Regions from separate parts of the Mus musculus genome. Here regions 1 and 2 are each linked to region 3. A link is a contact called in public HiChIP or PLAC-seq and promoter capture Hi-C data. All regions are on one chromosome and are shown on one strand. The core of a region is the stretch at or near the end of the contact, and the rest is flanking DNA. Distances in the headings are between cores, read along the strand shown. Region 1 has its middle 18 kb from the start of Gm19956. Region 2 has its middle 30 kb from the start of Gm46662. Region 3 holds the start of E330013P04Rik (RIKEN cDNA E330013P04 gene).

Evidence for each region. Promoter capture Hi-C pulls out the DNA fragments that hold promoters and counts their contacts. HiChIP or PLAC-seq counts read pairs in DNA pulled down with a chosen protein or histone mark.
Region 1: a promoter capture Hi-C map of second pharyngeal arch cranial neural crest shows a contact between it and region 3, with 17 times the contacts expected there. The contact joins the enhancer-like site here to the promoter of E330013P04Rik in region 3. A contact is called at or near these places in 20 of 39 promoter capture datasets (the 3T3-L1 cell line, 3T3-L1-derived adipocytes, the C10 cell line and 14 more), 1 of 15 datasets of contacts at CTCF or cohesin (the NIH/3T3 cell line), 6 of 484 Hi-C or Micro-C datasets (cranial neural crest, nephron progenitors, palatal mesenchyme and 1 more) and 4 of 115 datasets of contacts at active chromatin or transcription factors (embryonic basal ganglia, embryonic forebrain, embryonic hindbrain and 1 more).
Region 2: a CTCF HiChIP or PLAC-seq map of the NIH/3T3 cell line shows a contact between it and region 3, with 16 read pairs. The contact joins the enhancer-like site here to the promoter of E330013P04Rik in region 3. A contact is called at or near these places in 16 of 39 promoter capture datasets (the 3T3-L1 cell line, the C10 cell line, the HPC-7 cell line and 11 more), 1 of 15 datasets of contacts at CTCF or cohesin (the NIH/3T3 cell line), 12 of 484 Hi-C or Micro-C datasets (cortical neurons, embryonic fibroblasts, embryonic stem cells and 3 more) and 5 of 115 datasets of contacts at active chromatin or transcription factors (bone marrow-derived macrophages, embryonic fibroblasts, embryonic forebrain and 2 more).

Annotation. Positions count from the first base shown.
Region 1 is chr19:59,634,666-59,639,644 of GRCm38.p6, forward strand. No RefSeq gene overlaps it. Among named protein-coding and RNA genes, the nearest start is that of Gm19956, 18 kb to the right of the region's middle. Within about 2 kb of position 1,891, at least 3 of the 459 cell types and tissues checked have an H3K27ac peak or open chromatin away from gene starts, as enhancers often do. A contact at or near this core is called in second pharyngeal arch cranial neural crest, where this site is marked.
Region 2 is chr19:59,850,269-59,854,563 of GRCm38.p6, forward strand. No RefSeq gene overlaps it. Among named protein-coding and RNA genes, the nearest start is that of Gm46662, 30 kb to the left of the region's middle. Within about 2 kb of position 2,708, at least 10 of the 459 cell types and tissues checked have an H3K27ac peak or open chromatin away from gene starts, as enhancers often do. A contact at or near this core is called in the NIH/3T3 cell line and embryonic fibroblasts, where this site is marked.
Region 3 is chr19:60,143,408-60,147,862 of GRCm38.p6, forward strand. E330013P04Rik (RIKEN cDNA E330013P04 gene) reads left to right here and starts at 1,268. Exons shown (of 5, transcript NR_026942.1): 1 at 1,268-1,428.

The sequences.
Region 1 (4,979 bases), core at 641-3,140, 510 kb before region 3:
GAAGTAAGGATGCCCTTCTCTAGGCTTGCACCCTACACACACACACACACACACACACACACACACACACACACACATACACACACACACACTAGTGTCTCTGTGTGGGAACTATCAGGAGGGTGACCAGAAAATACATTTGACTTTTTGCCCAGCAATCTAGAAAATAGCCTACATATAAGCATTCAAATATGGCCACCAGACACACATGGACACTGAGCTTATGGGATGTGGCTAATTTTAAAAAGTCTTTCTATTCAGAAATGAATCATTTGTGCAAGCTCACATGGGCAGTGGTATCCTATGTGGAAAAGGTAAGTTCTAGACAGTCCTCTACCGCCCACCATCAGCCTGAAACTTTTGAGAACCTTGGATGCAATGTGGGAGCCAGGTGCAGGGCTGCAGCTGAGTGGCAGGCCTCTTGACTCCTCTGCGTTGCTGTTTTGTTTTTCATTTTCATTTCCGAGCATCTGAGAAAAGAGGAAAACCCAGAACCCCAGGATACTCCAGGCAAACTCAGCTTCTCTGTCTCCTCGCCTGTTCAAAGTTACTTGAAGCTTCCAGTAAGGCCTTTTTCTTCATTCTTCCAGGTTCCAAAGAGAAACAGCCTAGTGGTCTCCCTGAGTACAAAGGCAAGAGCCCACGTCCTCCCTGTGTGGATAATGGCTTTGCAAATAAATGGTCCAATGTGAGCTTGGGTGACATTATGACAGCTCAAGCATCTGCATGTGTGCACATGCACATGTACACACACACACACACACACACACACACACACACACACACACACACACACACAAACCCTTTAGGAAAGAAGTTCTTGGAGAGCTGAGACGTGATGCCTTGGTGTGGAAAAGCTGACGGATTTGCTTTGGTTTTAATTGGGTTTTAAAAGATGACAAAGAAAAGCTGCCTCAGGGTCTGCTTTTGAAACTCATATAGGAATTTATTTCAGGACCTTCCCTGAGTATCCAGAGAATGCTGAGCAAGGACCGGATGGTGGCTTTTGCTTAGATACCCCCACCCCCATCCCCATCCCGACCCACCATTGCCTTTCAACTCCAGCAGCGTTACATGGTCCAAGCCAATCCCAGCCTTCTTGCACACACTGGATGAAAAAATGTCACCCTTTCTGCTGTCTCTAGTCTTTCAGTCTTTGGAGATGCTTAAAGCTGGCTGATACTGCAGGCTCCCGGAGCCCTGCAGAGCACGAATTTTTTTTTTTTTTTCTGGAGCCTTCCACAAGCTGACTGCAGTCGACGGGCAGTTCCTTCACGAGCTTTCTGCAGTGGCATGGGTGAGATTAGTTTCTGCTATCACTGTAATTTACAAGGCTCACATCACCATGTAACAACTTGGTGATTACATGGAAAATATCGTATAAATACACAGTAATTACAAGTTCATGCAGATTACTTGGGATATACATTTGAAGTTACCGAGTAGTTCAAAGATTAATTATCCTGTAACTGGCAGTATTTAAATCATTTTTCCCCCTCATATACGGATACATCGAGGTCGACTTCAAGGCGGCCTAGGACAGGAATGGCATGAGTATGATCTGAAAAGAAAAAATGAAATTTGACAGGCATGGATTATTTAAAGCATGCATATGGGAGCCGAACAGCCACTACACTTTGATGCAAATCGTAGGGGAAAGAGCAGAGGGATGGAGTGGAGGGAAAGGTGCTGACCAAAGTGAGGGCTTCCTGCCGGGAACTTGAAATTTAAACAAATAATCATTTAAATGGCAGCTCAGCATTACAGTTCCGAGCTTCGTGCATTAATGTCAACATCTGGTACCAACATTTTGACAATTCTATTAAAATGCCCCAGCATTCCCTATCTAACACCTGTTAGCTCTAATTTTCTTTCCTGAGTAGCACACCAGTAGACAGGGTAGATTCCAAACCATTTATCACTTTTAAAGTGCTTCCATATGCGTGCTGGACCCAGGCTGGCCCTAGGCAAACGTTTTTTCCGAATGCATTAAAATTCAAGACTTTTTTTTTTTTTTTTTTTTTTTTAGTGTAGACACCAATGTTTCATTGAATTCATGTCTGGTAATTATTAGCTTAAATTATGGCTCACACATGACAAAATGGACCATGAATTAAAAGGCGTGCACACACGAGTGCATGCACACATACGCACATATTCTTCAACCGATGCACCGGAGCTGTGCCTCGCACGTTATTAAGATGTCAGTCAGTAACCATTAGGCAAACATACTTCATGGAGGGCCCTGGTAAGAGGCTCCGGGGGTTCCCAAGAGACTATCTAAAAATGTCAAAAATGTTACAGTATAAATGAAGGACACCAACAAGACTACATATGCTTGAGATGTGAAGCTATTAGTTAATATATTACAAGTTTCAAACCTCTAAGCAAAACAGGTAACACAATTTTCATTTGACAAAGGGCTAAAGATAAGAAGGGACTGATTCCCAGACAATACAATCTCCCTGATTAGGAGAAGGCCTTCAGAGGGCTGGGAGGTCAGGGTGAGCCAAGAAGATTCTGGAGCTTGCAGACCGTGCTCTGCCTTGCCTGGAAATGATGGAAAAGTGAAGTCCAGATATAGCAGGGACCCTTCTCATAACGATGTCTGGCTGCTCCTTGCACTTTCATAAATAGAGGAGGTGTGATGGATCTAATGGCTGCTTTTTAAAGGGAAGAAGGTGCTTGCAAGAAAGAGGTGGTAAGGTTAGGGTTATTACATGAGTAGAGAAGATCACTCATTGCTTTTCTGAGGAGACAGTTGCTTTCAGCTTCTTGCCCAGCAATAAAACCCACATGGCAAAAATATTTTAAGTAACGACCACAACAAAACACACATAGAAAAAGGAAAGATTTAAAGCAAAACTCAAAACAAACAGACAAACAAACTCCTTGCGTGTACTTGGGATGAAGGCACAAACAGTTCCCTTGAAATACAAGGCGACATTGAGATGACCAGGGAACAGGGCATGGAAACCACCCCACCAAACTCTCAATATAAAAAGCTGTAGGCAGTTAAAATGTCCGCCCCTGTACACATGCACACCTACACGTTCACACTTCCTCTGTTTACTAAATAACATTTCAGCACAGTTTTCATCTTATAAGGAAAGTGTTTGAAACTCGGAATAAGTGCACTTAATTAAAGGAAGGCTGTGAAAATGTGCACTAATCTGATATGACTAATAGCAAGTGCATGAAATTGCTAATTAGAATTTCATTAAAGGTGCTGCTTTATCAGACTGTGAAAATCACAACCTTTAAAATTCTTTCAGGAGAGCTTAATTCCTTTTCAAACAGAAATATTCTTTAAAGACATTTGATTTGTTCTGAAGGAATACGTGGTTTCAGCTGGAACTAAAAATGTCTCCGATATTCCAGGAGGCGACATCAGAATAGGAATCTACATCAGGGACCCTGTTATCCCTGCTTGACGATGCTACTAGCTGCCCCCCCCCCCACGATTGTTCAAAAACCTGGTCTTAAAAACCCCAAGTAGGGTCAGTTTGTTCCACACGGAATGTGCATTCTGCAGAAACCAACATCTAGTCTCTCCTGGAAAATTAAGTAGAAAGTCACTAAAAGGATTAAAATTTAAATTTTTTCAGATACATTTTTGGGTGATTTGAATTTACACTTTATTTTATTTATCACTTTGGTTTTTAGAAGAAGCATTTAATTTTTTTGAGATTATAATATAATCACATTCATTTTTAAAAGTAAGAGACATTTGCAGTTGCAAAGTATTTTCTTCTTTGAAAGAGAAGGGTATTCTGTTTCTTTCATCATCAGTAGTAGTCTTTGCTCTTTTCTTTTTTTTGTAGAGAAAAATCAACCCCTTAAAACATAATAACATATCGATTATAAAATTGCACTTTTTAAGTTGGAAGATTCTGACTTCAGCAGACATGCGCTGTCTCACCCCTTCCCTGGCTTCATTGCACAGGGTTGTAGTTCCCATTTTAATTACTCTCTGCACTGGGTCCAAACTTCAGATTAATACGACTAATTAACTTTAGATTACCAGATTAATAAGAAATCCCTTGTTTTAATTTTCCTGGTTTTCTTTCCAGCCATTTATTTGCAGTTTTTAACTATAAAATCCACTCTGTGCTGCATCTTCCTGTGTGGTCAATGGCATTTTTGCTGCTTCCTATGTGGCCCTCTTAATTCTCACTGGTAGGAATAGGGTTTTTTGGAATACTCACACTTGATTGACTAGTGACATTTTTGTTACAAAAACAAACAAACAAACAAAACAAATAAATCAAACGAAAAGCTCATTAGCAATCATGTAAACCAGGGACCCTCAAAATACCATTTTGCTTTACTCTCATGCTGTTAAAATATCAGCCTTGCTGACTGCTCTGAACACCACACTTGACAGTGATGGTACGATTTCAGAATCAAATCTCCTATATACATTTCAGATCTTGACTTATAAGCTCATCAGTCATCCCCAGATGACTATCGTTTCTGAAAGGGGAGAAAATGAAATTAGAAGTAACTTTATTTGAGAAACTGATTTCCTTGGACACCTGAACAAATCTCAAGCGGACGAATGACAGTCTGGTCTGATTTTGAATTCAGCTAAAGGAATTTTCGTGGCATTTGGATAATTTATCACCAATGCTAGGCAGCAGGTAAAAGGACTATGTTTTTCCTCTCCAACATTTGCTGTGTGTGTGTGGGGGGGGGTACATTTGTACAATAAGAACAACGATTTGGCAAAATATGGGTCTAGACTGAAATGAGAGAAAATTATGCTCCTTAGTTGTCGTCTGGAGTCCAGGGAGGGTGTCAAGTCTTACTCTCCGTGGCCACTGCAGTCAAACAAAGCTGCTAATTCGGATGTTTAAAGTTTCAAACTGGAAAATGTTGTTGCGATGTGGAAACAATGGGGCCGTTGTCCTTGCGAGCACTCTGCCATTTCAGATGCTTTTATGCAAAACAAATGAGAAGCAGTGGCAACTTAATTT
Region 2 (4,295 bases), core at 1,458-3,957, 290 kb before region 3:
CATGTGCACATGTGTATGTGTGTGCAGGCAGACATGTCCTTGTACCCCTATGTATGTGTGCATGAGTTTCTTTTGTCTGCCACTAATATTATGAACAGAGCTGAGTTTACTCTGCCCCGTAGTTGGTTTTCTCTCCCAAGAAACTTGGAGTGGCGACTGAGAGAAGGGAGCAGGAGCCTCCAGGATGGAGGAAATGAATCAGGAAGGGATACATTGTTTCACTTCTCTTCAGATTAGTCTCAATTAAGTAGCTTGGCTTGAGGAGGGGCTGGGCTTGAGCAGAGTTGGGGGCAACCTGACACCGAAACTAGGATCTCAGTCTATCAGTGTACTAAATTGATGGCAATGAAAAAGATCCTCCAGAGACACAAAAGTACACTTGTTTTCAGATTAATGTACCCTGAATGTAAGCTTTTCAGGCCTGGCCTGAAGGAGTTAACATGTGCCTGCTCCAGGGTAGCTTCGGAGCCTGGTGGTATTACTTTGTGAAGTATTCACTTGCAGGGGTGACCTGGCCACTTGCTCATGAATACACTGAAGGGTTGTTCTTTCCTAACATCTCACAGTGCACACTCACAGGGACACTAAAGGGTTTGTTTAAGTCAGTGTCGACAGAGGGACAACCCAGAATGTGTGCTGGGTGGACCTTACACGCTTCCCCAGGCCAAGTCCAAGTCACGTTGACAGAGCTCTATTTCCTCCTTCCCTGGCAGCACGGCATCTCAGTTACCTGCTGTTAAGCATCTTGGCCTTATCTTCATGTAACCAATGCCTGTTTCTCTTTTCAAAAATGACTTAACAGGAATTCAGGGTATTGTGTTGAATCTTAATGGCTTATTTTGTCTCTTGTGTGCTGGTTTCTAAAGGCCCCACAGTTGCTTCCTCTCTCTCTCTCCTGCTCCTTTAAAAATAAGAACAGGAATCTTGCTGTCTGGTGATGGTCTGAGTCAGTATCTTCTTAACTGCTAGGGAGGCTCAGTGGTTTAAGACTCTGGGCTAAAATCATATTGTAATCAGTACTTTAGGTTCTTTGAAGTTTTGATCTGGAATTTACTTAAGTTAGGAGGTTGGCAAGGAACCATCCTGTACTTCTAATTAAAGCAGCCTCCAAGCTTGAAAATGCTGGTAGAAGACAGATATGGCTTATAGACATGCAGGAGCCAAAGGTGCCTCCCTCCCGTCTTCTTTTTTCTTCCCTCCCTCATTCCCTACTTCCTCCCCTCCTTCCCTCTCTTACTGCTCCCTTCCCTCTTATCCCCCTCTATCCTTCCCATCTCTTCTTTTTCCTTCCCTCTCTCCCTCCTCTCCTCCCTCCCCTTTTTCTTTCCTCTCTCCCTCCCTCCTACCTGTCTTATACCTCCCTTCCCTCCTCCCCTCCTCCCTCCCTCCATCCTTCCCATTTCTTCTTTTTTCCTTCCCCCTCTCCCTCTTCCCCTCCCTCCTCTCCTCCCTCTCCTCTCCTATATCCATTCTTTTTCCTTTCCCCTTTTCTCTTTCTCCCTCTCTCCTTTCTCCTATTCCTTCTATGTTATTTTTCTTAATAAGATAATTTTTACACACTTGCTTTTAAATTTCAACAATCATTTATATTCTGTGTTAGGAGAAAAATTTTATATTTGGTGGCCTTGGCTTATATGGAACTTCCTTTGAGCATGCCAATATGTCCAAGTTCAAAGGCAAGCTGTCTCCTTAGTCCAAGAAGGGAATATGATCTGTGTGTACACATACTGAGCACTTTTTCTCTCCACAGAAATTGGTCTTGTCTCAAAAGTAGACTCTTCAAGTTTTAAAGGTGTGCTGTGAGTCTTGCTTGGAAAGGCAGGGGTTAATAGAGTTGACACTACACTCAGAGCTTTTTGAGGCTTTGTTATAATTGGTACATATCATAAAATGAATTTGTGGTGGGCCCCTTTGTTTTTATAGACAGCAGACTCATATGATTTCCAAGGCAAAGTCCATAAAGGCAGAGAGGCCTGACAGCCGAGCAAGGCTGAGCAATCACATCTTAAGTTTACAAACAGGAAACAATAACAATTAGTGAAAAACAAGGCAGTGAATTGGAAGGAGGGGGCATGGAAAGGTTTAGAGGGAGGAAAAGAAATGGAGAAGTATTGTGATTACATTACAATTTCAAATATATATAAAGTAAATTTCCTATCTAGTGGGGAGAGGCTATAAAATTTCAAAGCCCAGCCCCAGTGACAAGCTTCCTCCAGTAAGATTTCACCTCTATTAATCTCCCCCAGACAGTGCCATCACTGAGGCTAAGTGTTCAAATACCAAAGCCTAGGGGAGAAACTATCATTCCAACAACCCCAAATACTTACTTATAAGCTGTCTTTTCTCTTTCCTATTGTGTGTATATTTGAGAGAGAGAGAGAGAGACAGAGAGAGAGAGAGACACAGAGAGAGACAGAGAGAGACAGAGACAGATAAACATAGAGTCAGAGATAGAGAGACAGAGACAAATACACACAAAGAGAGAGAGATGAAGACAGAGACATACATGCATGCACACACAAAGATAAGACAGACAGGCAGGCAGAGAGAGAGAGAGAGACAGACACACACACCAAACACAGACACACACAGACACACACACACACACACACACACACTCACACACAGAGAGAGAGTTGATCTCTGCTTCTCATCCTTATTCAACTATTTAATTGGAATACTGGGGAGTGGCCAAGCCTGCCCTGACGGGAAACACTGGAATGAGAGAATAGATGGAAGCCATTCTTTCCCTAAGCCTTTGCATACATTATAGTATTAATTGTAAGGTCTTTGAACCTTTATATTTATTTATGTTTTTTAAATGTGCAGTAATGCCATTTAACTACAAACACTTCCTTTCCTGTTGCTCCAAACCTTGTGTGGAAAAGTACTTTGGACAAATACAAATATATTAAGAAACATTTTTTTCATTCATTCAAATTACGATCAGGGGCATTAAGTCCCAAGTCCTGTCTATAATTCTTTCTCCTCCCCCACAAAATTGCCCTGAGTCTGCATCCGTCATGAGAAGGCTGCTTACCCCAGGAATCCACTTCTGGAACTGTGTCAGTTCCACTTGCCAAGAGAGAATCTGACCTAATTCTTTTTTTTCTTTTTTTTGGTCAAAAATAGTCAATACGTTTAATCTATTCCTAGAAAATTAACTATTGAGACTTGGCTATTTGCCACTCACAGCATTTGTAATTTGGTCCAAAGCACCCTTTCCACCACATACTCCCTTTCTTTCTCTGTGACTGGAATGCTAGTCATGCTTTAGACAATTTTACAATGTTTTTCCCCCCACCAAAGGTCTCCTTTCCAGGTCTCTCTTCTGTTTTCTAGAATCCTCCTAGCCATTGTGCATACCCCACTGGTCCATAAAAACTTACCAGGTCTTCAAACAAATGCCACCTTCCCTCATTTTAACCCTTCAGTGAGTCTCACAACAGGATACAAATCCCATAGGATTTGAGAGTGATACCACTCCTATGAATCACACACTTGAAAAAAAAAGGCAAAGTGGCCATCAGCTTTGTAGTCCAGTAATGCTTTCTACCTGATAAACACTCTGTCTTTGTCACATTGACCTAAAGAACATTTTAGGACCACACTTGCAAATGCTAGGCTTATAGACATAAACATCTGATGAGAACCTAGGTTAGTCCAATTAGACATCTGATGAGACCATAGGTTAGCCCAGTGGTTGATATTCCTATTAGATCAGAATCACCAGGGTGTTATTTAAAATTCAGCATTTCAGCCTAGCTTCCTTCAACATAACTCTATTGAGATAGAGAAGTCAGAGAAAAAAAGGTACCAGTGGGGACCAGGGAAGAAATCTTGGTTATCACAATATGAGATAGAAAAGAAACTTAATATCCCATAAGTACTGACCCACAGTTTGCCCCCTAGAAAATTCCTCCATCTGTCTTGGCTTCTTCACTTAAAAGCTTTATCAGACATCTTATATATTATATATTACATGTTATATAACAGTTATTATATAAAATGGATGAGAGAATGGGTGGAAATCATCTGATAGCAGAGGGAGACTTAGGTCTTCCTTCCTCTCTCCTGCTTGTTACCTCACAGCAGTACCTGACCTCAATACTATGCCACAATACTCAACTGAATAAAATTGGCAGTAATTCATAAAAATTTATGGAGATTTTCTATGAATCAGGCACATTATTAAGCCTTAGAATGTCCCACTTAAACACCAGCATTGACAGAGTATATTTTAAATAATTACATACTATGTCACTTTCTGGAAATGAATATTGGGCTCAGTATTT
Region 3 (4,455 bases), core at 18-2,517:
ACTTTCTAGTAAACATATTTCAGAGACTTTTGAGTCATCTTCAGAACTTTCAAAATCAACTTGAAGATGTTTTCTTGAGGATTTTCCCCTCTGAATATTTCTATAAGATCTGTTACTATTAATGTTTATCAGAAGGTGGGTTTAGAAGTGTCATAATTTTATATTTGATGACAACAAACACAAAAGAAAAACAAAAACTGCTTCCACTGTAACTTTGTCTCTTTCAGTATTTTCTGTATAGGAGTTTACATTTACTAAGGCAAAGAGAGTTATCCTTGGCTCTAAGAGGGAAAAAAATTATAAGCTAAGTCCTGAGATTATAGGGGGTTTGTTGTTGCAGTTGTGGTTTGGTTTGGTTTTGCTTTGGTTTTTGTCCCTGACATTCATATTTGTTCTACATCAAGAAATGATGAACTGGCAAGATGGCTGGCTCACTGTAAACACACTTGCCACCAAACCTCAGGACATGATGTCAATCCCCAAGACTTACATGGTGGAAAGAGAAGCAGACTCCTTCAAGTTGCCCTCTGACCTTCACAGTAGGACATGAGCTCACACACGTTCAAATAAATAAATAGAAAAAAAAATTTAAATTCAACTACTGAAGTCCCAGAGCTATGTGTAGGTCTAACATATCTTTGACATTCTGTACAATGTGAAATTGATGGTACCGTTTTTGCTGCTGGTACTTTGGGTTTTTTTGTTTGTTTGTTTGTTTTGTTTTTGTTGTTGTTATTTTGGTTTTTATTTTTCTTCCGGGTAATAGAATGTTCTTTTACCATTTAAGAAGCTTAAGTAACATTCCCACCCAGTAGACACTTAGAAAACTTTTGTTGAAGTTCAGTACTAAATAGGTAGATTTAGTTGCTCCTGTCTGTCTCAATTCCCTTTTCTGACTTAATAAAGATTTAAAATGCCACGTTTACAATCTGACCGGGATATTCTGTGGAGGATTCCCCTACAGTCACCAAACAAATCAAGACCATTTAGGTTTCGTGTAAACACTGAGATGGTGATAATAACCTATTAGAAAAGTAGTTTGGGAAGGATTGTTTTCGGACTTTTTTGGTTCGCTGTGAACAGACCTGATCATTTGCGTTGGTGCCTGACACAAGTGGTTCTCATGCGCCATCTAGTGGCTGCTGTGAAACTGTGCTGTGTCACGGGAAACCCTTTCTGAACAAGCCTTACTGTTGCGAATTCCTGTCCCGGTCGTCGGGCAGCCACTGGACACTTGCCCATCTTTCAGCCTTTAAATTGAGAGGAACCACCGAAGAACGCATGCACAGTGTTTCCCAAAAGCCCTGTATCCTTGGGAGCAACCAAGATGTAATCGGTCAGAGAAATGGTTTCTTCCTGGATCCATGTGAGTTAAACTGTTGTGGGACTGGAGACACTCGCGCCTGCAGAGTTGTGGTGACAAGCAAGGTAAGCCGGGTGACTTTTGTAACCCTTTTTCCCAGCAGAGACTACTCCTGTGTGTAGAAACCACGGCCTGGCAGCGACTTCTCTAACTCATAAAACTTGCTCTAACACACGGGGGAAAAAAGCTTCACTTAATCCAGTATCCTGTGTTGATTCCTGCCTGCGACATCTTAATTCTTACCCACGGGCAGGAGGACTGCTCTCGGCTGTGGACAGTGATGTGGATTTCACAATATTCAATAATCAGACTTTTCATGGGGGCTATTCCAGTCAAATATTGATTTAGTCAGAAAGGAGTGATAGAAATACAGCTCTGTAGGTTTATTCTTGTTAAAAGTCCAAAGTAGAGTGCAGACTTTGAGAGTTCTTCTTGCAGAAAGTATTAGCAAAAAGTAATGTCCAGGCAGCCCCAAGTGATACAAGACAGTTAGCTATGAATTTCACAAACATCATTAAATGTGTGTGGATGTAGTGCAGTACTGGAATGAGAGAAGATAACTAAAATTAAGATAAATAGCTTAGGAACTCACAGCCAGGGAAGCCGTAATTCACAAGTTTTCTAAGCTAGTGTTCTTATTGCCTTTAGGAATAGGAAGCATTGCTTCCAAAGCTGGGTTAACCACTCTTGAAAAGCATAAGGTACAAAGTAATTTACTCTCTTATTTCCAAGATTAAAAACCCTACGATAGTATTGTCCTCGCCCTTAATGCTTTCGGAGAAAACACTCATCCTACAGAAATACACATTTGTCTTCGGAACTCTGATCTCTCTCCTGTGCTGGGACTGGGGTTCACAGCATCTCAAACCCTGTTTCTCAGGCCTTATCTAAGGGTTATCTATTTCCATGGAAACACTGATCGACTTGAGACATCTCCAGTGCTCATATTTAGCAAAGTCTGTGAAGAGTGTCGATGTAGGGTATCCGATTATTACTCAAGTGAAGCCCCTGTGTCAAAAAATTCTAAGAATCATTATCTCCTTTTGAATACTGTTTGAAATTTTTGAATCCACTATCTGGAAACTGAAAGAATAAAAAAAATACTGGCTCATAAAAATAAATAAAAACTGTGGGTTTGTGTTTCTACTGTGGCATGCCTGCTAAAATGTCTACCAAGTGAAATTCAAAGATGTCCGCTTTTCTCAATGTTAAATATTCAATTTCCCAAATGTTGTTCCATGTTAAAATTTAAAGGGAGGGCTGGTTGGTTGATGGCTCAGTGGGTAAAATTGAAAGGAATTTTTTTCTAGATTTTTTTTTTTTTGGCAGTACCATGATTCATCAAAAACCTTGTTTGTACCATGAAAAGAAAGAAAACAAAAACTTGCAATATTCTAACATCTGGCCCATGCTATTTTCTAAGCTTTTTCATACATGCTTTATATACATCAAGTCCTATACCATAGCTCAGCTCACGCAAACCCATTTTCCCATAAACCAATAAAACACCTTAAAATACAGATCTGGAACTAAAAATAAATAACATTAATATCCTATTCCGTCACAGGCCAAGTAGGAATGAGCCGTTCTGCTAAAGCTGTCTTTGGTTGCCGGGATGTTCACTCCAGGCCAGAGGAAATCACTCGGTTCTTTCAGACGCCTTAAGTCTCCCTCCTGTCCACGTTAGAGAGATGTTGCTGAGATAACACAAGACAATCTCAGGGAGGTTCTGTGCTCCGGAGAACATAAAGGGAATGCATTGTTTCTCACAGTCTGGCTGGAAGGGTGTAGCACACGGTAAAATTAAGACCTCCTCCTTCATTGTGCAGCACAGTTGGGCTGTTTGATCTCTAAGTCCTTGGGTAATTGGAGTCTACACAGCATGTGGAATCTGGGTCTGAGCATCTCCCCCTCTTGCCCAAAGCCCTGCCTGGGGGCACGGTTCACCCCCTAGCTGGATTCTGCTTATGTTTGGGGTTCTGCTTTGACATAGGCATTGTTTGCAAGCTGGGAAAATGAGAACATGGTGGAGGCTAGAAAAGGAAGATATACCCGTTTGTTATCAGACACACCGAAGTGAATAGGAACCCAAGTTGAGAATGGCAGCTTCCTGCATGTGGGGAGCGCCCTCCCACATTCCACAGCCTCCCAGATACGGCAGGTTTCTGATTCAAGGCCCCCACACGGGTTTGTTTTTCACACCAGATTTCCATGGACTGCACCTGTCTGCTTCAGGTCATTATGACCTTTCTTATCTATGAGCTCTAAGGTGCCAGCGCTTGGTTTATACTTCATTCATTCAACAAATAACCCAGGCTGTGCTAGGTGCTCTGGGAACTACAAGCCCCTGCAATGAGTCACAGCATGCTTCTGTCTTCAACAAGTAGGAGTAACAGATGGACCCAGGTTGCCCAGGGCTTCTTTAAGAAGCACAGGCTGTAAGGAGACTCCACACACAAGCACGATATACCATAAATTAGAAACTTCACCTTTGAGCCAGGCAAGGCTGCTCCGGTTTGCTCACGCTGCCATTTCCTTTCCCGGGAAACCCTGGGTAGATCCAGGTTCCAGGTGCCTGAAGCCTATGCGATATATCTAGAGACCTGTTTTAAGAATCAGAGGACAAGATTATCAGAGCTAAACACAGGGCCACAGAGGGAGGCCTGCAAGGTAAGAGACTTCAGTAGTAAGCTTTGCTAGCTTCTCTGACAAACCCTCTTCAGAGAAAATAACAGTAATTATCAGTGAAAAGCCATTCACTTTCTCGAACACTCATGCTCAGACACAAGTGGGGTCATTCCCTCCCCCCACCCCCACACACATACTTTACAAATTGAATTGCAAAGAGTTTGGGATGCCTGTCTATGGTTGTCCCATAAGATCCTCTTTTTAGCTTCTCTACACCCAAAACAGTGACAAGTTACTGTGCCTGCCCCGGAGAGTAAAATTAGCGAATGACAATGAACTGGCTGGGGTCTCTATACACTCTGGTGTCTTAAAAGTTAAACCCCTAAGTGGCCTTTGACTTAAGTTGAACTCTGTGGACTCAGACTCTAGGTAGGAGGAATCTCAGAAGCACTGTGTGTGTGTGT